Linked DNA regions of Mus musculus: region 1 is linked to region 2. A link is a contact called in public HiChIP or PLAC-seq data. All regions are on one chromosome and are shown on one strand. The core of a region is the stretch at or near the end of the contact, and the rest is flanking DNA. Distances in the headings are between cores, read along the strand shown.

What was found. HiChIP or PLAC-seq counts read pairs in DNA pulled down with a chosen protein or histone mark.
Region 1: a contact with region 2 is called in a FOXA1 HiChIP or PLAC-seq map of pancreatic cancer cells. The contact joins two enhancer-like sites.

The regions. Positions count from the first base shown.
Region 1 is chr13:33,179,838-33,185,251 of GRCm38.p6, forward strand. No RefSeq gene overlaps it. Among named protein-coding and RNA genes, the nearest start is that of Serpinb9d, 10 kb to the right of the region's middle. Within about 2 kb of position 2,599, at least 2 of the 459 cell types and tissues checked have an H3K27ac peak or open chromatin away from gene starts, as enhancers often do. A contact at or near this core is called in pancreatic cancer cells, where this site is marked.
Region 2 is chr13:31,516,129-31,521,528 of GRCm38.p6, forward strand. No RefSeq gene overlaps it. Among named protein-coding and RNA genes, the nearest start is that of Foxq1, 39 kb to the right of the region's middle. Within about 2 kb of position 2,338, at least 61 of the 459 cell types and tissues checked have an H3K27ac peak or open chromatin away from gene starts, as enhancers often do. A contact at or near this core is called in pancreatic cancer cells, where this site is marked.

The DNA.
Region 1 (5,414 bases), core at 1,349-3,848, 1.7 Mb after region 2:
TTCCAGGTGTTTCTTTAAAACATGACTTCATCTCAATTCTGGATCATTCTTCATCATTTCATAAAGTTTGAGTTCCACTCCAATAGCCCCCAAACTGTCCCCAATGAGTCATTAATATACTCTCCTCTCCATATTCTAACTTATACACTGTATTCATTCTATTTTCTCCAGTGGTGACATTTAGTTCTTCAATATGGCCTTTCAAGTTTTTAAGTGACCTTTTCTCTGCTGTTTTCTTTTTCCTCCACACTCTTTCTTTATCCTGCTCTGAGGTCTGAGAGCACTCCACTTGTATGTTGTACTGTGTTTTTATTTAGTGAACTCAACCATATTGATAGACTCAGTCCCTACCTTTACTGATGATTGAATCTACAACATGTGAGCTTTCAACATTTTCAGTCATGAAGCAGTTGTGGCCCCTTCTCTAGTTCTGAAACGAAGTGATCCTCCAAATTTTTATCATCTCATTGTGCTAAGTGTCTTCCTCTTACTTGCATTGATTGAAAGAGAGTTTACATTTCTCCCTTTCACATAACCATGATGATCTATTTGGCACACTTAGGCTCATAAAGATATTACAAATCCCAGTGTACATCAATTTTGAACTTCCTCATCACATTCTCTTAGTCCAAAGAACAACTACAAAGAATAAATTAGAAGGCAGCACCTGAAAGCAAACCCAGCAGAGTGGTGCACGAGAGATGATTAATAGTTTCAACTTGATGGGTTCTAGAATCACTTGGAAGATGAGGCACACCTGTTAATTAGGTAAATTGAGATGAAATACACATCTACAGAAACATTCCATGGGCTGGGGTTCTAAATGAGTAAAAAGAAGAATTTGAGCTGAGAATACTTTGCTTTCTGCTTCCAAACTATGAATGCAATGTAACTAACCTCAAGTTCATGCCATGGTCTGTAACTTTGAACCATGAGTGAAAATTAATCTTTTTTTTCCTTAAAATGCTTTCCTAAGTTATTTTGTCCCAATAATCATTGATATTACTAATTGTTCATAGGCTTGAACAAGTGTATGAAGATGTGTGTACAACATTGTGGCACTGTCAGAACAAGATTAACTATGCTAAAGCCATATGTGTATTGCTGTGAAATCCCTCACCAGGCTCACAACTCCTGCCCACCACTGATCTTTTTACTGCATAGTTTCACTTTTTCAAGAATGTCAAATCACTTGAATTGCATAGAATGTTCTTTTTAATCCGGGAACAGACACAAAAGGCTCTTTGACATCTTTGTATGATCTGGCATCTTGTTTTCAGGCATGACGAACAGTCCATAGTGTGGTTGTGAGATTTTGGTCTTTTCAATTGAAAGTGTACTGACTGGTTTTGTGTGTCAACTTGACACAAGCTGGGGTTATCACAGAGCAAGGAGGCGCCCTTGAAGAAATGACTCCCTGAGATCCAGTGTGGGGCCGTGGATGTGTGGGGAAGAGGGGAGTAGGAGAGAGTGCCCACATCCCTCCAGAATTCCTGTGCTCTGAGCAGGCAGATGCAGGAGAACTGGTGGATGCTTTCCACGAGGCCCTGCATGGGCATCTGGCTGTGTGAAGCCACTGACCCCATATGGCAGGGGGTGGACAAGGGGCAGCCCCTGGTACCAGGTTCTCAGTCTCTGGCATCCCATGCTGGATATGGCAGAGGAGCTGAGAAGAGAATAGGGGACCCAGGTTGGTACTCGGCCCTGGAGGGGAAAGGAAGAGAGGTCAGGGGGAAGGGGGGCATTGGGTGGTTTCTGCGCAGGCGAGAGTCCTTCAGAGACAGTCTAGGGTCTCAATAATCATTGATATTACTAATTGTGCACAGGTTTGAACAAGTGTATGAAGATGTGTGTACAACATTGTGGCATTGTACAGAACAAGATTAACTATGCTAAAGCCATATGTGTATTGCTGTGAAATCCCTCACCAGACTCACAACTCCTGCCAACCACTGATATTTTTACTGCATAGTTTCACTTTTTCTAGAATGTCAAATCACATTTATTTATTTATTTATTTATTTATTTATAGGTTTATTGTAGAAAGGCAGGGGGAAAGAGAGATGATAAAAAGAAAGAGAGAGTCCAGCCATGGCGAAGAGGAGAGAAGGAGGAAGGGAAAGAGAGAAAGAGAGTTAGAGAGTAAGAAAGGTGAAGGCTTAGAGAGAGAGAGAGAGAGAGAGAGAGAGAGAGGGAGGGAGAGGTAAAAGTATACAGAGAGAGAGAGAGAGAGAGAGAGAGAGAGAGAGAGCTTAGAGAGTGAGGAGGGGCCAAACAGCCCCTCTTATAGTGGGCTTTGATCTTGCTGTTGCTAGGTAACTGTGGAGAGGAGTCAAGCCAGAAGGCCAGAAGCTTGGTACATTGTGTATGTGATTAATAGCCACATGCCTCTCTGGTGGGGGCTGTGAGGGCGGTGACTTCTATAGGATCCAGGGGTTCAGGAGACATGATTGAATGCCTACTGTCCCATGTAGGTGGAAATTACCACCACCCGGTACCACTGGGTTTCAAGACCTCAGCTTGACTGGAGACCAGGTTGTCTACGCATGGTCCATTGCCCCACAATCCAGCTGTAAGGCATTTACTCAATTAGTCATCAAGGGTGTGAGAGTCCATCGTGAGTGGTGCCATTGCTTGGCTGGTAGTCTTGGGCTCTATAAGAAAGGAAACAGAGCAAGCCACGGAAAGAAAGACTGTAAGTAATCTCCCTCCATGGACCTGCCTGACCTGCTTGAGTTTCAGTCCTGACTTCCTTTGGTGATGAACAGCAACGAGGAAGTTTAAGCTTAAAAAATCCTTTCCTCCCCAACTTGCTTCTTTGTCATTATGTTTGTTTAGGAATAGAAATTCTAAGACAGAAGGCATTCAGCTATATCTCCACTGCCATTTGATCAAATACCAAATCTTGTGATTCATAGGCTGGGTGTGATGGTCTACCCAAATTGACTCATGAAATTAGTTTCATACTGGCGTTTCTCTTACCTTTTTTAGTCTAGGGACACTACTATAGGTTATTAAAATATATATAAAAACATATGATCACATTTGTGTTTTACAAAGGTTGCTAGCCACATTTTGACTTGTGTATATCTTGGGAACTTGCTGTTATAGGCAATGGTGAGAAAGAGGTGTTACTTTGATTCAATGCAACTCATACACCAAGTCAGTGCAGAAAAAAGAAGTTACTTGTACTTGTACTCAAGACACTATTGATTGATCAGAGACTCGGATGAGATTCAGGAGCTGAACTGTGGTTTTTAAGTGCAAACCCCAAAAAAGCCACAATGATGTGTGCCAAATTACATTTGCATTTCCCAGCCATCAGGATTCAGGGGTTAGGGGACTTTCCAAGAAACATTTATTTATGATACACTTACACTGTCCTGTTCCGATTTCTTTGTTTATGCATCCATGGTAGGGAAACATGTCCAGCATTCATGTCTCAACTTGCCAACTAGGAGGTCAGTCACCCAGGGAAGTCTTGTGATTTTAAACTTTGATTCCCCATCTCAAAATGGAATTTCTATTCAAAATGCCTTTGGTTTGGTTGGGATCACGACAGGCAGAACACACAGCCCCTAGGCACACATAATAATATTCGAAGTTACCTGATAAGGTTCAAAGCTTTGATTCAGAGGCTTACATTTACACAAAGGAGTACTATTCAGCTATTAAAAAACAATGAATTCATGAAATTCTTAGGCACATGGATGGAACTAGAAAATATCATCCTGAGTGAGGTAACCTAGTCACAAAAGAACATACACATTATGCACTCACGGATAAGTGGATATTAATCCAGAAGTTCAGAATACTGAACATACAATTCACAGGCCACATGAAGCTCAAGTAGAAGGAAGACCAAAATGTAGATACTGCAGCCCTTTTTAGAAGGGGAATCAAAATACCCATGGGAGGATATACAGAGACAAAATGTGGAGCAGAAACTGAAGGAAAGGCCATCCAGAGACTGTCCCCATCTGGGGATCCATCCCATATATAGTTACCAAACCCAGACACTATTGTGGATGCCACCAAGTGCTTGCTGACAGAAGCCTGATATAGCTGTCTCCTGAGAGTTTCTTCCAGTGCCTGACAAATACAGAAGTGAATGCTCACAGTCATCCATTGGACTGAGTACAGGGAGGGGCTAGAGAATGTACTCAAGAAGCTGAAGGGTTTTGCAGCCCCATAAGAGGAACAACAATATAAACCAACCAGTACCCCCCAGAGCTCCAAGGAACTAAACCTGGGTACAAACCAAAGAGTACACATGGAGGTACCCATGGCTCCAATTACATATGTGGCAGAGGATGGACTTGTGGGACATCAATTAGAGGAGAGGCCCTTGGTCCTGTCAAGACTCGATGTCTCAGTGTAGGGGAATGCCAGGTCAGGAAAGCAGGAGTGGGTGGGTTAGTGAGCAGGGTAGGGGAGATGGGATAGGGGGTATTCAGAGGGGAAATGAGCAAAGGGGATAACATTAGAAATGTAAATAAGAAAATATCTAATAGAAAATGCAAAACGAAAGAACGAAAGAATGAAAGAACGAAAGAACGAAAGAAAGAAAGAAAGAAAGAAAGAAAGAAAGAGGGAGGGAGGAAGGAAGGAAAGAAGGGAGGACGGGAGGAAGGGAGGAAGGGGGGAAAGAAAGAAAGAAACAAAGAAAGAAAGAAGGAAGGAAAGAAAGAAAGAAAGAAAGAAAGAAAGAAAGAAAGAAAGAGAAGAGAAGAAACCAGTTTCAGGCCCACTCCACCATGCACAGTTATGGAACAGATATTGCAACTATCTGTGTCAAAGGCAAAGCTAGATGTTAATTAAAATTGTAAGAAGCCACTTTAATTGTAGCAATAAGTAATAGGGTCCAGCATAAAACAAACACAACTTTGTGAATAGATGCCTGGAAGCTTTAATAATTGAAGAAGGAAAGAGGATAGGATAGGGAAAGGGCATGGGTTTGTCTTTGTACTTAAATACTGCCAAAGACAGGAGAATGAAGGAATAACACCTAGGATTGGGAGAACTGGGCCCATGGTGTAATAAATATTGGCAGAAGTAATTGTTTGTGGTGAAAAGAAATATGAAACATTGCCCCTGTGACTTTGATATCTGTTTAAATCGTTTTGATAATATTTGGAGATTGGCCTCTAAAGAGAGAGTAAAGTTAAAATGAGGTCATGAGGGTGAAATCTTATCCAGTCTGACAACTGTCCTTTACATAAAGGAGATTGGGTCACAGCAAACAGGAAACACACTGTGGGAACACAGGGAGTAGCTGCTATCTAGGGGCCATGGAAAATCATATATGTCAACCCTTTAATTTTTAGGCTTTAGCTTGTTGAACAGGAAGAATAAAAACCTTGTCATTTATAACACACAATCAGTGCTGTTCATTACATCCACCTACCTAACTA
Region 2 (5,400 bases), core at 1,088-3,587:
TGAGCCAGTCTCTAATCTCTGCTTTGACCCTGAGGGGTTCCGTTTTCATAGCTTCAATATTTTGTTGCATAAATATTAATGTGGCCATCATTCTTTAGTGTGCAGGTGGGATCATCACCAGTACTATGGAGACAATGTCTCCAGGTGTTTCTGTCCACCCAACAAGTAATTAGGAGAGGAAGGGCCATTTGGGGGAGGTGGCTACTAGGGAGCATGCCACCGGTGGAATTCTTAAGGCAACCCCATCCCTTTGGATACTGCAGGACATGTGTGAACATGGGTGCTCCTGAGGATATGAAATGCCAGGTCTGTGTGTTGAATCCAGTTGAGAAAAACAAACAAACAAACCAATGAAGTCTTTTTGCATTCTAGCAAATAATATTTGATATTTGGAGTGAGCACAAATAGCACTACACAGGTGGTGTACTTTTCAAAGCAGGATTATGTATGTTACTTAGTCTGTACCAACAACATACATGTACCCAGATTTTAACCCACTCCTCACTGCTTCAAGACTCAAACTCTAAAAAGCTGAGAGACTTCATCAGTGCTGACAGCACTAAAATTCTTTTTTTTTTTTTTAAATCGAAGGACAGAGATAAGAGAAAATTGGGAAAGCTTTGGAATTCGACTCAAATAGTCTTTGGTATTGGTTCCTATTGTAAAGTAGGGGTCCTTGTGTTAATTATTCAAGTGTTCTAGGTTCATGTCTCTCTGCCACAGCACTTCTATTCCCAGGAGGGTGGAGAGTCAGAAATGACACACAGAACACACTTGGCATGAACAAGTTAGAACTACAACACCACAGAGCTATTAGTTAAGTCTTCCAGTAGTGAGCCTACCTCAAAATGCATACGGCATGCAGTGTTGTTCAACATAAAGGGAAGGCTGGGCCACTGGGGTCCCCATACCTGAAGCCAAGGTTGACATAGGAGCAGCACCCATATAAAACTGCTAAAGGATGATCAAGGAAAAGGAGTTCAAAAATGAGAGGCCTGGGAAACCCTGCTTGAGGGGGAGAAAGTGGTTGAACTTGGTAGTTGTCAACATTCCCAAGTTTATATCACAGAGCCTATCCATCTAATACTTGTGAGCTGCCTGCCTGGAGCTCTGTTCTTGAGTGAGTGCAATTCCAGCCTCTCTCTGAGGTAGGGAGATCAGAGACAGGGAGGCAAATAAATGAGAGCCTGAAGAGGCCTCCATTCTACAAAATTTTACAAAAACCACAAGAGTAATTTTTCTTATATAAAACTCAAGTTGAGTGGCGGACATGACGGTACATGCCTGTAATTCCAGCACCTGGGAATGAAGCAGAAGAATCTCAGATTGGAGGCCATCCTGGTTTACGTAAGGAGATCCCGTCTTTAAAGGGGGAAAGGAAAAAAAAAAAAGAGCTAAAATAAACTGCATTAGATGCCACTTTCATTCTTGGTATACAAAAGAAAAATAAGAAATGAGGAAGCTCTGACCCAGGCTACAACATGGATAAACTTTGAGGAAAGTTTGCTAAGTGACCTAAGCCAGTCACAAAAATGACAAATTCTGCATGATTAGACCTTGGTGACGTACCTGAAACTACCAAATGCATGGACAGAAAGCAGAATGTGGTGGTCAGGGACTGGGCTTGGGGGAGGGTTCTAGTGCTCAGTGAGCTCAGAGTTTCAGTGCACAGGATGGAGAAGTGAGGTTCACAATCAAGTACACATATTGAATTCCACTCCACTGAACTTTGTGCTTTCAAATTGTTAAGTAGCAAGTGTCGTGTTCTATGGCTGACGGGCCTCACTACCTGAGTTGGATCCCTAGAACCTACATGGTAGAAAGAGAGCAACAAATCCCAGAAGTTGTCCTTTGAACTCCATACATGTGTCATGGCACACACGAGTGGGCACACACACACACACACACACTCACCCACATTAATTTAATCGATTTATTTTAACAAGTTAGAAATTTCACTATGACAGTGAAATTGCAATCTCTGACCAAGGAATAAAGATTACCAACTCAAGGTCAGCCTGAGCTATGCAATGAGATTCTATCCAGAAATTTAAAAAAAAAAAAAAAGCAAACAAATAATTTTAAAAAAATGTTCTATCAGCTGTTATTTTCTAATTTTTTAAGAATGTCATGGATACTTCTTAGACACTGTAACCTCAAAGTCACAAAACATGTCCTTCCTATCCTGGCCTCTCAGTCACCATAAATATCCACTGGAGTCTAAGGTGCTTCGTAAGATGCTAGGCTTTGCCTGAAGCAGTGGCTTCTCTTCTCTCCGGCATTTAGTTCTGTTAGGTAAGGCTGCCAGGAGGCAGCTCAGAAAACTCGGCATACAACCGACTCCAACAGCCCTCGGCTGGGCCCTGGCCAGACATTTGGCAAAGGTTCCCCTCGACTGGCATGCTTGCACAATCCGTTCTACAAAATGTTTTCTTAAAGGATCTCTGCCCATAAATGCAACACAAACAACCTGCCCGTGAGTCACAGGACTTGAACACACGCTAAGTCCATGTAATAATCTTTATGTAGTTTGTTTCTTAGTCATTGTCTGGCCCATTAGGCAAATATGCACGGTGCGTTTCTTTGAAAATAATCAGAGCCTCCATAGAAACTATTGGCTGTAAATAGACCAAGCAATAAAGAGTTCCACAGTGAGTTTAACTAAAGGAATTTTTAAAAGATAAGAGCAGGGTTGCCGTCCCAGGGAATCAAGGAGCTCCCCAAGTGTAACTGATCATCATTCAGTGCCTTTTATGACTTAGCCAAGCACTTGAGACAAACACTGAAGTCTCTGGCTGAGGTCAGCTTTGCTTAGAACAAAAGGCCATAATGCCTAGTGGGAAGAACACAGAGTCCAGCTTTCTAGTTTTTGTTTGGTTGGTTTTGTTTGTTTGGTTTTTGTTTTTGTTTGTGACCCCTGAATCTACTTTCCTCTTTCCTCACTTTCAGTGCAGTGTTCGAGGACTTACGGTAAAATGGAAAACTCGGTGCCTTTCTGTAAAATGAACTTTGTGTTAGTTAGATGAGTTTGCGCAACTCTCAGCTAATGTAAACATTTGAGGTTGGCAGGCTAAGCGGTGATATTATACGCCGTAGCTATCTGTGGGAGTTGTAAATGACTTCAGCTTTTGATATTTTCGACTTACTAAGGTTTCTTTAAGTTGTAGCATCAGTTGATAAAAGAAAAAGAGAGCCGGCCATGGTGGCATATGCTTGCAACTTAATAACTATACTCTACTCTCTGCACTGGGGAGGCTGAGGCAGGAGGATATAGATTTTTAAAGTTAGCCTGAGCTAAACAGTCAGACCCTGTCTCGGAAAAATGAACATTTTAGAAAGAGAGAATTTTAGTATAATTTAATTGAAAAATTCAATAACTAGGGGGAGACAGAAACTGTCACCTACACAAAATATTCATACTCACCTTTCACACACACATATGCTCACATACTCATGAACACCACATCACTCATAGACATAGTCTCATGTACACTCATACATTCCTCACAAAAAGACACATACATTTATACACTCGCACACTACACAGATTCACACTCCCATGAATACATGATTTCCCACACACATCACATTAATACACACACACACACACACACACACACACACACACGCGCGCGCGCGCGTCTCAGGGCAGGGCAGAAAGCAGACATCAACATCTATGTTCACTCTGAGCCATGACAGACAGCATCCCTTGATGGTGACACTCCTTTCCCTTTCAGCCCAAATTCTCTTCCGGACACGATTTCTCTGACTTCTCACTTGTTAGGAAACCTGTGTGCCCTCCTTATTCATGAGCCTTTCTTCTTCAACCTAGGTCTTAAGAGGTTAAATCAAGCACAGATGAATGCCACATAGTGGAATGTGATTCATTTTTACAAATCTATCAAGGAGGAAAAACATGCTAACATGGACAGGTCGCATGAGGCTTCTTCAATGCCATCCTGGTTATTCCAGTGGATGATTATTCCATGGTGGCATTGACCTTGACGCCAGTACCCCAAAGTGAACACAAGACTCGAATGTGACTGGCACTTCTGATGTGGGTCAATGAGCTAATATTGATAGTCTGAGTCTCAAACATGCAGAGGAGCAATGGGGTAGTCCTGACACCCAGGGCTTTCAGCCTTGTTCCAGGGCTCCCTGCAGCCAGTAAATCTTGGCTTTGACAATTGATAGCTAACATGATTAAAGACCCAGGTAGGACACAAAATGCCAAAGGAAATAAAAACTTCCCAACAACCTCTTTAAGGACCATCATGTACAAATCCTTTTGCTACATCATCACAAAAGAGTGACAGAGTCCAAAGTCATCTTGGTGTGGAACTATCACGTTCTTCTTAGCAGGTCTGTGCAACACATAGGATAAAGAGGCAAGGAGCAATTTCTTCTGCCCACATCATCAGATGTAATGTAACCAGAGGTAGGGGAGATTGCATGAGTCTGGGTCAAGGGTCTTGAGCCCCACAGTGAACTCCTGAATCCTTCTGTCTCACTTCACAGACACTCCTGAACTTGCTCCCCGTTCTGATGGAGCCCCTAATGAGTACCTGGGTCTTCCTATAGCTTTTCTACTCCTACATGTAAGTAAACATACCTCACACTTTAATGAGAATAGTATCATGAAACCAAAATGGAGACAAAAAGTAGCAGTGTATGCCTCTTTCAGAGGGAGAGGCAAGCATATGAAAAGAAAGAGGCCTGGGAAAGGCCTCCAGGCTGTGGAAAAGCTCAGCTGTTCTGATTTCCACTAAACAGGAACTACAGCAATTCTATGGCCACATGGCACCAGATTTTCTAGATGTTCTGGTATTTTCCTTACCCTTTGACCTGGTGGCACAGGCTTGTAACCTTAGCTACCTAAGAGGCCGAGGCAGGAACTTCAAGGCCTGTTTGTAATACAGAGTGGGGTTCAAGACCAGCCTGAGCAACTTCAGTGATTGATTCTCTGTATGGGGGGGATGGTCTAGGGATGGGGGGCGGGGGGAGGTCTAGAAAGGTATCTTAGCAGCAAAGTATTCGCCAAGGTGTGTGAGGTCCTGGGGTCAAGGTAAGAGAGGGAGGGCGAGAAGACATAACACAGCATCATATCGTTGAATGTTCTTTTTTGTGTGTGTCAAGTTAACTCAAAACCCAAAATCAAAATTTATATCTGAGATATAGATGGTATATATTATGAAGTCAAAGTGAGCTGAGAAGAAAATTTATTACCGTGACCCATTTCAACACTCCTTGTTCATAGGGACAAGACAAAAACCCACTCAGCAATTGAGGCACTACAGAAGGTTTAGGGAGATGAGAAGCACTTATTTGTCAGAACTCCCACGAGACAGGCTGGCAGGCCGGGAAGGACATGCCTGAGCGTGAGCAGGTCACTGAACATCG